Linked DNA regions of Macaca fascicularis: region 1 is linked to region 2. A link is a contact called in public Hi-C data. All regions are on one chromosome and are shown on one strand. Each heading gives the region's core, a stretch centred on a gene start, on an enhancer-like site or on the middle of the called end of the contact. The rest is flanking DNA. Distances are from core to core; before and after follow the strand shown. Region 1 holds the start of PLK2 (polo like kinase 2). Region 2 has its middle 310 kb from the start of ACTBL2.

Region 1 (5,466 bases), core at 1,603-4,102, 660 kb after region 2:
TTTTTGGACAACATACTAGCAATTAAGTGCTTGGCAGGAGCCAGCAATGAGGACGGCATTGTATACCTTGCTTCCCTTATGCACCTATAAGTTTCTTTGAGATTTGTAGTTTCAAATGGGGGCCTCCCTAGTAACATTGTATACCTGTGTGCAAAGAAACACATCTTTAGCAATGGTCATAAAGCAACTCAAGTGTTAAAATTTAAATCCAAATTTGCTTTTTAATTATTCTGCTGCATTTACTTACATGACACAGCCCAGGGCCCAAATGTCTGATTCACAGCCATGTCCTTGTTTGTTCAGGACTTCAGGAGAGAGATAGTTCGGGGTACCACATATCGTTCTGGAAAGATGAAATATTGAGATCGTGTTAGGAATTACTCCACTATTTAAACTTGGTTCTCTTGACGTGACTTGATGGGAGACAAAATCTTAAACAAAATCTTAATATCTACAGTGAATTTCTATTTGGAAACATTTGACTTTTAGCATCTGAACAATTGAGATCTGACCAAGTGAGTTTTGGTAATTTTTTACAGTGCACACACATTGTTTTAGCCCACATGCAACGTGTGGTTAACCAAATAAAACCAGGGACGTCGTGGCATTTTATACATTTCAGGCCAAGAAAAGACTTCATTGACTGCTTTCATAATCAATTTAGAGGCACAGCGTGCTCTGTCTAGTCCATAGTGGGCATTCAGTAAGTATTTCTTTAAATTAACATTGCTATGATTTATAGATGTTATCACTGGACCTCTGAAACATGAAATGCAAAACAGCGAAGGCATGTTTGGTCTCTCCACAAAACCCTACTAGGATGCATCTTTCGGACTCTTACCTCCTTCTGTGTTCCAAGGGTTCTAGCCTGGCTGCCAAACCGAAGTCCCCAACTTTTAGTTCCATGGCTTCATTAATAAAAAAGTTCCCTAGATGATAAACAAAAAAAAAAAAAGTGAATCCTTTTGAAAATGCATTCTAAACAAGTACACATACATCCACTTTGGAGCCAGGCAGCCAATTGTTATATGAAAGACGCCCATTCAAAAGCAAGATTGCAGACGCTAGATCCCAATTAAGAACATTCATATGTAAAAATAGACAGAGAGAGAAAAGGAACTCTAACACAAAACTCAGCTTTTGGCATCAAGGACTTACCTAGTTTGAGATCTCTGTGCAAGATTTCTTGTTCATGAAGGTATTTCAGTCCAGACACAATCTGCCTGAGGTAGTATCGAACTTCTGGCTCTGTCAACACCTTTCTTGCTTTCAAAATATGAGCCATTGACTAGGAAGAGAAGAAGGAAAAAAGAGAATGTGTCAAACAGTTATCAAAATCACTGGTTTCCCTTTGCAGGATATGCAATGAAAGTTAACTTTGCAGTGTAAATACTGCCACAGCTAAAATACCAGATAAAATACTTTTTGAATACCGTGTTAATTCGGGGTAAGTAAATGTTCTCAAATAGGAGTTGACACTTACCCTTCTACTGCAGTATTCCAAGAGAATGTAAATGTTTTCTTTGTCCTCAAAGTAGTGGTAAAACTGCACTACATGCTTATGATGAAGAATTCTGTGAAGCTCTATTTCTTTGTCAATCTAAATGAAAAAGCAAGGCAAGGCTTATTAGCCTCCAGTCACCTCGGAAAAGCCAGTGATTACACATGCAGAAGACATTTTCCTAACAGGGAAGGGCCATCCCTGCACACAAAGAAAATACTTTACTCAAGAGTCATACACACCTTTTCCCTTTGATGAGGTTTAGCTACTCTGCTGTGAGGAATAATTTTTGCGGCGTAGACTTTGTTATTTGTCAAATCTGTCATCTCGTAACATTTTGCAAAGCCACCCTGAAAAGAAACAAAGCCGAGACGGAATTGAGTATGGCACAAAAATGGACGGCAGATATTTAAAATAAATAAATAAATGGGAAGAAAGAAAAGCAAAAAAAAAAAATTGAGGAATGGAGAAGGGTGGTCAGAGGAAGGCATTCGACTTCGTTAAAGCTCCCTCATGAAGAGAAACGCATTGCTGGAAACAGCAACTTCAAACAGTTTTTTTCCTATAATATAAAGGGGAGCTTTATGGAGGGAGTTGGAGCGGGGAGACATGAAAAATAATGTCTGATGAGACTTGTTAGGAAAATTCCCTCGGAGCAGATGGAGGGAGAGAGGTCTGATACAGAAAGCCCTCGCTTCCAGACTCAAGATGCATTTCTCTGGGCTGCGGGGTGGCACACAGTTGTGAGGCTAAGGCAGGCAAAGCCGATCCCCAGCGCTGCCGGTGCACAAAAGCCAGGCAGCAGGTGAGGAGCCCACCTCGCGCTGGGATCTGACCCCCGAAAAACCTGGAAGCGGCGGGCGCGGGACCCCGCGGGCCTGCCCGGCTTGGGGTCGCCCGGACAGACCTCCCGCCCGCCAGCCCGCCCGGCAGCCCGGCGCCCTCCGCTTGTCACCTTTCCCAGCACTTTGCCCCGGCAGTAGCGCTTCCCCGTCGTGGGGTCGACGATAATCCGCGAGATCTCGGGCCCCGAGTGCGAATGGTGGTGATGGTGGTGCGGGGCCGCCGGGGGCACCTGCGCCTGGGACTGAGGTGGCTGCGATTCCTCGGGGGGCTGCGGCGGCCGCTTCTTCTTCGAGTCCCCTCCGCAACCCTTGCCCAGCGCCTGCTCGCACATTTTGGTGCTGGCGGCTGGCTGGTAGGTGATAGTCCGCAAAAGCTCCATGATAGCCTTGCCGGCCCGCACTGCCCACTGCCACCCCCTAGGCGCGGTCACACGTCCGAGTCGGCCGTGGCCCTCGCACCCCTGCCTCCGGTGCCAACGCGCACCTTACACCCCGGTCCACTTGTGCGAGTGAGAAGGCTCGGCGAAGTCTTATATACTGGGCGGCGGGAAGGGGGCGGAGACTCGATACGCGACACCGCGACACGGCCGACGCCCCGCCCCACGGCCTGCCGAGCGCGCTTGGCCGGGAAGCAGGTCCTGTCCTGCCACCTAGGTCTCGCTTCGGAGCGGAGCCGCGCGCCTCGAACGCCGGCCGCCGGGAACTCTCGCAGCCACGGGAAGGCCTTCAGGGCCGTCTGTGGGCCCTGCTGCCACGTTCTTCGAAGGCTCTGAGCCTCAGTTTAGAAAACAGAATCCCGAGGGCCGATGCCTGGCCCCACCCCCGCCCCAGCCGCCTGGTGTCAGGGCAGTGCCGTGACCGGAGCGAGTTGGGCGCGGGTGTAGACGCAGTCCCTCCCCCGCACAGCCCTTCCCCGCCGCCCCACGACCCGGCGCCTCTTGTGTCAAGGTATCAGGGTGCCCGGAGCCCGCCGCACGGGCACGCGAGGCCTCCTCCGGCCGTGTGACAAGGCCCCGCGCGTGACGCGCTCGTTGGTGTCTAGCTGGGGCAGTGCCGAGAGGCCGTGCGGGTGAAAGGCCGGAATTCGGGGAGCCGGGCATTCGAGCCCATCGCCGCATCGCGCTGGGGCAGACTCGGGCCCGCACGCTGGGATCCCGGGCCGATCGGCCAACAGTGCCAGTGCTGGCCCCCGCCCATCCCCCTAGAGCGAGCCTCTGTCCGAGGTCAGCCCCTGAACCTTGGAGAACGAGGTCGACGCCTCGGCAAGGCGTCCTCCGCCGGTAGCCCGATGATTGGAAAGCAAGGGCGCCATCTTGTGGAATGTTCCGGAAGTGCCGTTAGGTGTCAAGTGGGCAGCGGTTGACGACAGTGGGGCTTTGACAGTTACTGGTACTAAAAATCGATGCCGATTGTGAGTTTGCAGAGTCATCTATGACTTCTTCCGAATGCATCTGTTGAGATGGCTCATGAACTGCCCTGGTTCCTGGAGAGTCAATCCGAGACTTTCTGGGGGTAGGGGGATTGGTAGGATGAAGAGAGCGCAGGCCAGTGAGTGCAAACACGGCTTAGTTTCCAATTTCCAGATTTTACTGTGCAGTTTGACCTAGGAACACGTTTTTTTTGTTTGTTTTGTTTTCTTGTTCTAATTACGATAGCGTAACATTTGAGGACTGTGCAGTATTTTGAAATGCCTTATTTAATCCTACAACAATTCTGAGTGAGTAATATTGTAAGGAAGGAAAAATAATTTTCTACCTTTCAAAGTTTTGGCCTGGGTGCCTGTAACCAGACAGATTAACAAGAAAACAAAGAAGTTTGTTAACATGTATGTGTCATATATACATGGGAGATAACCAGGAAAATGAGAGATGGTTTAAAATCGGGCTTAAATACTATCTTTAGCTAAACCAAAAGAAAAGATTGTGGAGCAGGCAAGTTAAGGAACCATGACCAGGAAATGTACGGTAAATAGGATTGGGGTTTCTTATTTCTTCTTTCATAAGTTTTTCATGACTTAGAGTCATTCTTCCTGGTACAGAGGAGACACTCTTACAAATGGAGTTTTGTGGGGGGCTTTTTGTTTTGTTTTTTTAGTAAATGTACATTTCCCTTACAAAAGGGTAATATGCCATTTTTAGAGCGTCTCCTCGGTCTGCTGCTTCTCAAAATAATTATCTCAAAATAATCTTTATTCCAGGGCCACATTTGAGGTGGCATATTATTATTATCCTACATTATTATTCCCATTTTATAGATGAGGCTTGGAGGATTTAAGTAACTATTCTATATTTTTACTAGATCATCGAGGTTAGGTTAATTGGCAGCACACTTGAATCTTTTTACCTATGTTAACAAGATATGGTAAACAGTGTTTTGAAGCTAAATTCCGGAGACATTTAGAATACCAGATTATTGAATCCCTGGAAGGTACATACAAAAAGGGTTGCTGCAGTCCACTGTCAAATTTAGGTATGTATGGTGTCAACATTAACAGAACATTTACAAAAATACTGTGTCTCAAATACTTCCAGCATAATGTGGAAAAGAGGCTCATTGCCATTAGAGAGGAGAAAGGGAAAGGCTTTGCCATTGTAGAGGAGAAAGGGAAAGTCTTTGCTGTCGCTTCTGTTTTTGATTCTTTAAAGAGTGCAGGGCAAGTCCAGGCATGTTTCTCATAAGTGACAATAGACTTTAACCCCGAGATTGTCAAGGATGGAATAAGAGGTGGGGCTTAGGGGTGGAAATTCAGAATTACGTAATCATCCTCTTTATTCATAAGCCTAGGGGTGACCTTTGCTTCCCAGATTTATGCAAACCTACTCTCTAAGATGTAGAAGGCTTGCAGGTTTAGAAAATATTACTAGAATTTCTCAAAGCTAGTTTACACACCATGTCTTTGTGGTTGATAATAAACTATGTGTGTGTGTGTATACATATATGTGTATGTGTATGTGTATTCATCTGTGGCCTAAGAAAAAAATTGAAGAATAGATTGGCGTGATTTAAAAATATATATATATTTCAATTACTTCTTTGATTAGCATACACTATGGTATGTATCTTTACCAAATGGACTTCAGTATTTGATAAATTATTGAACATTCCATGTGAAATTCAGGT
Region 2 (5,713 bases), core at 1,167-3,666:
TGCTCTTCTCATTGTGTTAATGGGCTTTTGCTTGTTCCCTGCAGAGTCTAATTTTCTTTCCCATATAGGTATAAATAAGGACAACTGTACAAAAGAGAAAATGGTGAGGGAGGCCTTGGAGCTAGAGTTGGGAGCCTTGTAGGATTCCCTGGGTTCCTTAGAAAGAGTTCACTAATGTGGAAAACCAAAGTCAGGTAAATGGAAGAGGAAATGTTAAAGGAGAACTACTTTCTGGTATTTATGCTACTTTCATAGTCATCTTTTATAGCTCCTGCAAAGGCAAGAAGGAAATCATTATGGACTTTGGATAGTGACCCAGACCCTGGCATGGAAATCAAAATACTTGCTATTAACTCTAGTTCTGCCACTAAAGTGTGTGGCCTCAGGCATGCTATTTCTTTTCCTGCACATCTTTGTTTATAAAGTGAGTAGTGTAAACTATGAGTGAAACATTCATTTTCTGCCCTCACATTTGATGTTAGAAACCTTGTGATATAATGGAAATACCACACATTTAGGAATATGAGCAAATTTCTAGTTATATGTTGTGTCACACTGATTGAGTGAGCTCTTTTAGTTTCTTATCAGTAAAATAAATAGGTTAACACATACTTTGCAGGGCAGCTGTGAAAATAAAAGATAACATATAATAAATACCAGGAAATGTGAACAGAATATAGACAGCTTTACGTTAAAAAATAATGTTTATTCAATGATGCCATGACCTGGTCCTAAATGGCCCTGCATTGCAGGTTGAGTTGTAAGTCTGACTTCTGTCTCCACGGATTAAGCAGCATGGAGTCTGTGTTACTACCTAAGAGTAAAAGTGATTCAAAGCTCTTGGCTCTATGAATGAATGCAAAGGCAATTCTCTCCCAGGACCTCTTGGAAATGCTATGGGAGATTAGAGCCCCATTGCACAATCATGTCTTAACTCAGCCTCTATGGCCCTGGGACCTCTCTAACCCCTCTTTAACCCCTCTCAGCTATGTTGAAAGCTCTGCTGGTGAAGGAAAATGTAGTGAAGAATGGCAAGCTACTTGACTGACATCAGGAAATACAAAACTCTGACAATGTAGAGGGGTTCCAGAATAATTATTTGAATCCTTTTTCTGATATTCTCAAATACTTGTGTTGAAAATTGGGCAGGACACTGAGGGGTGGGCAATAGGCAAAAGATGGCTAAAGACATGCACTTCAGCGAACCTCTAACGTTTCAGATTCAGTTGGGAATCTGTCAAAAAACGGGCTACATCTTGGGGGGAAAAATCCATCTTTTAAAAGATTTCCATCAACAACAAACTTCTCTCATTTACAGGAAAATGGATCATTTGACACCTTGGAGATTTTACCTGGAGGAAGATAATTTCTTGAAGCCTCTTGTGACTGTGAGAGCCAAAAGCTATTTTGCAGCTGTAATATTGACAATGCATTCACATTTTCCCCAGAGCAATGGATTCTTTAACCTTAATATTGAGTCTGTAATGAGATTCTGTCCTCTAGAGGTCACCAGTGCACCAGATTTGAAGGCCATGGAGGCTTCTACAACGCTCAGGAAGAGCTAGGTGTCCTGTTCATATATGAATGAAAGAGAAAATAAGGCAAGTAAATTATCTTAATGGTTACTTTCCAGTTAGTCTCTGAAGAAGTAGAAAATCTGGTTTTCAATAAGGCATTTTAAATGGATTTATCTTGGTTTATCTTGGCATTTCTCTGCATTGATTTAGCTGGAGGAAACTCTTACAACGGTTAAATACTTCTTAACAGATAGCTTACTTTTGATAGTGAGAGAAGAAACTTTTCCAAATAGGAGAAAAACTGATGTAGAAATAGGCTATTTTAGCCTCCATTAAATGAGTGTTACTTTCACTGGTGCTCTGGCCAAGGCAGAAGGTCTCTCTGTGCCTCCTCAGCACACTGTCTTCAAAGGGCATGGGGACACCGAGGCAGGGAAACACGGCCCTTTAATTCACTGTTCTATAATTTTTGAGTTGCTTCATGAGGAGAGATGCCATCCGAAGTACTCATTTTTTCTACAGACAAATTAGAAACTGTACATAAAGGGATCACTTTGATAGTCAAAACATGCCTTTCCCTTGGGAGAACAATCAGTCAAGAGCCAAGAAAGTGGTGGTCTCCTTTTGGGACTAATGGGAGCTAAAGGAAAGTCTTACTTGGACTTCGCCTTTTTGGTTATCCCAATGCATTAATCTTGTGTGAAGCTAGTTGTCTCCCTTAAAGAGAACAAGCCAGGAGAACGGCACTTCATGTTGGCAGCTGGACTGAAGGAGGGGAGTAAACACTGCACTGCCCAGGGTTTGGGAGGTGCTGTGGCCTAGCCTGGTGCCATGGACTGCACTGTGCAAGGCGTGACCTGAGAGTCACCATCAGCAGTTCCCAGCATTGTTCCTGCTCCTCTGGTTGCTCTCCAAGGAGACGAATTCCTACACCACGACTTTCCCAGGGTCCAGACACTTGCCAGCAACTGATCCATCAGGAAATCGCCTCTCCCTTCTTCCTCCCCCTATTCCTTCCTGAGCATTCCCCAGTCCAGGGTGTGGTCAGCCCTCAGAAGATCTGCTGGGATTGATTGACAAGAAAACAAAAGCTTCCTCTAGATAAGAAAGATCATAGTGCTATGGGAAATCGATTTACTTCTGGGTAGCACTTGTCCACCCTCTCACTCTCTCTAATACTTTTAACTGCTGACTGTGTAGTTTCTTATCATTTCTTCAGGATATGTGGGGCAGTCAATCTTCAATCAATGAGCATTATTTGGGGAACTCTTTTTATGGCCAATTCACAAGGAAGTAAAACACTTTGTCCTAGAGAGTTAGTGTTGGTCTTTCTCAGGGTAATTAGACATTTTCTTTAGCACTAAGAAAGAACAGAGGCAAATTTTTAATTTCTGAGCTGTTTCCTTTAGCTGAGAGCCCCCTCTAAAAGCTGCTGGTACTACAGAAATGTGAGAGTTCAGCAAAGGATGCCACTCATCATCTATTCTGGAGAATACTGTAACGTGGATAATATGCTAGGTGGGTGGCAGAGTGTTGTGCAATGTGCTTAGCTAGGTTGAGAATCGTGTCCCTGACTTCTTGTCAATGCAGGGCTGACAGAAAGCTTTCTGGGGACTTAGCCGTTTGAGCTTGGTTACCAGTTGTGTGACTGTAAGCAAGGCTCTCTTATGTCTCATTTCTCTTATTTGTAAAGTAAAAGGGTTGGACATCATTTTCTCTAAGGTCCATTTTGAAGCCAGAACCCACTCTGAGAAGTTAAGGCTGCTCAGTCAGGGCAGTTGCATCTTAGCAAGTATACTGGCCTCTTAAGACTCCCGTACAGCGTACCAAAACCCGAATGGCTTCAAACAACAGATAATTCATTTTCTTACAGTTCTAGAGGCTGGAAGTCTGAAATCAAGGTGCAAGCAGGGCAAAGGTCTCTCTGATAGCTCTAGGGAGAATCCTTCCTGGCTTCTGCTGCCTCTTGGTGTTTGCCGCAATCCTGACATCCCCTGGCCTGCAGATGCATCACTCCAGTCCTATTACCATCTTCTCCCTTTGTGTCTTCACACGGTCTTCCCTCTGTGCATGTCTGTCTCTGTGTGAAAATTTCTACTTTCTATAAAAACACAGTCACCTTGGATAGGACCTACCATAATGACCTCATTTTAACATGATTACTTCTGTAAAGACCCTATTACCAAATAAGGGTCACATCTTGAGGTACTGGGAAGTAAGACTTCAGTGTATCTTTTTGCAGGGATATAGTTCAAACCATAACAGTAAGCACATAAAAAATCCCTCTGTGCTGGATATCTTCTCTTTGACCTCTGGGTGCATTGTCCATGTTATTTTGTGCCCTGGCCTTCATAGATTATACCAAGGGATCCCCTTGTCCTCCAGCTTTCAGTTGGGTTTAGCAATGACAGGCGATATGATGCAATAGGAGAGTCAGATAGGGTGAGTGGTGGTATTTAGTCCCCTGCGGGGTTCTCTCTCTGTAATAGATGTTACTACAGGCTGGCTCTTCCTTTAAAGAGACTTTATCCACACAGATTTCTTTACCTCTGGGACCCTTAAGGGCTGCTTCAAACCTTTAGGCTAAAGGTCAACAATTATCTCCCTCCTCTGGCTTCACTTTGGTTTCCCTACAGTGGATCCATTACTTTAAAAAAAAATTCTTTTTATTAAACTCTCTTTATATTATCCATTTTGAGTGAACCATCTATTTTCTACAAGGATGCTGACTCTCTGCCTTCTCAATGACTGAATTGTTTTTCTAGAAATTTAAGGTGTCAGTTTGGCCCAGAGAAGTCTTGGGCGGGATAAGTTGTCTTGCAATTTGGAGAACCCCTAGTCCAAGAAACATTCAAAAGTCCAGGTCTAGTGAGGCAGGTACACCAGGCTTGGTGATGTACCTAGCCTGTATCTGGATGATGTAGGTAGGGACATATGTGGGTTTATGACCACTCTGGAACAGCCCTTCCAGGGTAATTGCACATCCCGGAGCCAGGCTGGGTTTCAGTAAACCCACCTGGACTTTCTCTGTCTCGTCCCTGCCTCCCTGCATGACTTCACTGCATTTTTTTCACCCAGTATCTAGATTTCTTTCAGTAATACAATATCTTTCTTTTAAAATTTGTTTCACATATAATAATTTCTAAGTCAGTTTTTTTAGGTCAACTTAGTCATTACTAATAAACATGCTAGGGAAAGAATATTGTGCCAGATATTCTATTGCATATTCCATTTGATATTCTATTTTCCAAATGGAGAAAAGAGGCACATGTGTGAAAGGGATTGATGACAATCTCTAGAATGACACATTCTTAGACTACCCTGTGAAGCAGATATTACTATCCATTTTAACTAGATGAGGGAACTTGAGTTTCTAAGCAATTCAATGAATTACTCTGCTTACACAGCTAGTAAGTTTATGAGGGCTGCTTCTCAAATCCAGGTTTTCGAATTCCATTATTTGCTTCTAAAAAGGTCTGTTTTACTATGATGTTCACAAGCCTTTAAAAAAAAAAGAGCATCTGTACTATATGATTTGGTACATGGCCTTTCCTCCCTCCCAGTGTCCAAGATAGCACTTTGCCCATAGCATTCTGAAGACTTCTTGCATGGAAGAGGCAGAGAAAGGCACCTGAGAATGTTGCATAGCTGTTAAACTCCCTTTCTTAAACTCATTGCTCTGTTGGATTTCTACAGATCCTTAAAACATTATCTGTTACACATTAAGTCAGTCTCTTTTTTTTTTTTTTTTTTTTTTTAACTGGCCTTTCTTCAATGAATTTCAATCTTCCCTATTCACCCTGGGTGCCCCGGTGGCTGTTGCTTTCATTCTGGACCTTGGGTAAAATCTACACCCACATCAATTTGTTAACAATATCTGTTGAAAGACTATTGTGCATTAGCTTAGCTGATCTCTGCTGTAGCCATGAAAATGGACACCTATATTTAAGGGTGAGAATTACACCACAGACATGAAATGTCTCTTAGAATGGACAAGGGAGAGGGACACATTACTAGAAAACAAAGAAAACACACTGAGTTGAATATTTGTGGCTTAAGTTGCTAGTTATACTTGGAGAATTCTGAGTTGGTTTGCATTAGAATTCTTATTACCTTTTTTAAGGAGGAACCCCCCCCCCCCAACAAAAACTCATTAAAAAGTAGTAAGGTTTATTTGGATATCAGGTAGCTCTTTC

The links. A called contact is a pair of places that touch in the nucleus more often than the background predicts.
Region 1: a Hi-C map of skeletal muscle shows a contact between it and region 2, with 13 times the contacts expected there. The contact joins the promoter of PLK2 here to the enhancer-like site in region 2. A contact is called at or near these places in 2 of 2 Hi-C or Micro-C datasets (liver and skeletal muscle).

What each region holds. Positions count from the first base shown.
Region 1 is chr6:63,914,470-63,919,935 of T2T-MFA8v1.1, forward strand. PLK2 (polo like kinase 2) reads right to left here and starts at 2,853. Exons shown (of 14, transcript XM_005556946.5): 1 at 2,457-2,853; 2 at 1,744-1,851; 3 at 1,484-1,600; 4 at 1,159-1,288; 5 at 842-929; 6 at 248-343; 7 at 1-144. The coding sequence starts at 2,726.
Region 2 is chr6:63,251,190-63,256,902 of T2T-MFA8v1.1, forward strand. No RefSeq gene overlaps it. Among named protein-coding and RNA genes, the nearest start is that of ACTBL2, 310 kb to the left of the region's middle. Within about 2 kb of position 2,417, at least 1 of the 6 cell types and tissues checked has an H3K27ac peak or open chromatin away from gene starts, as enhancers often do.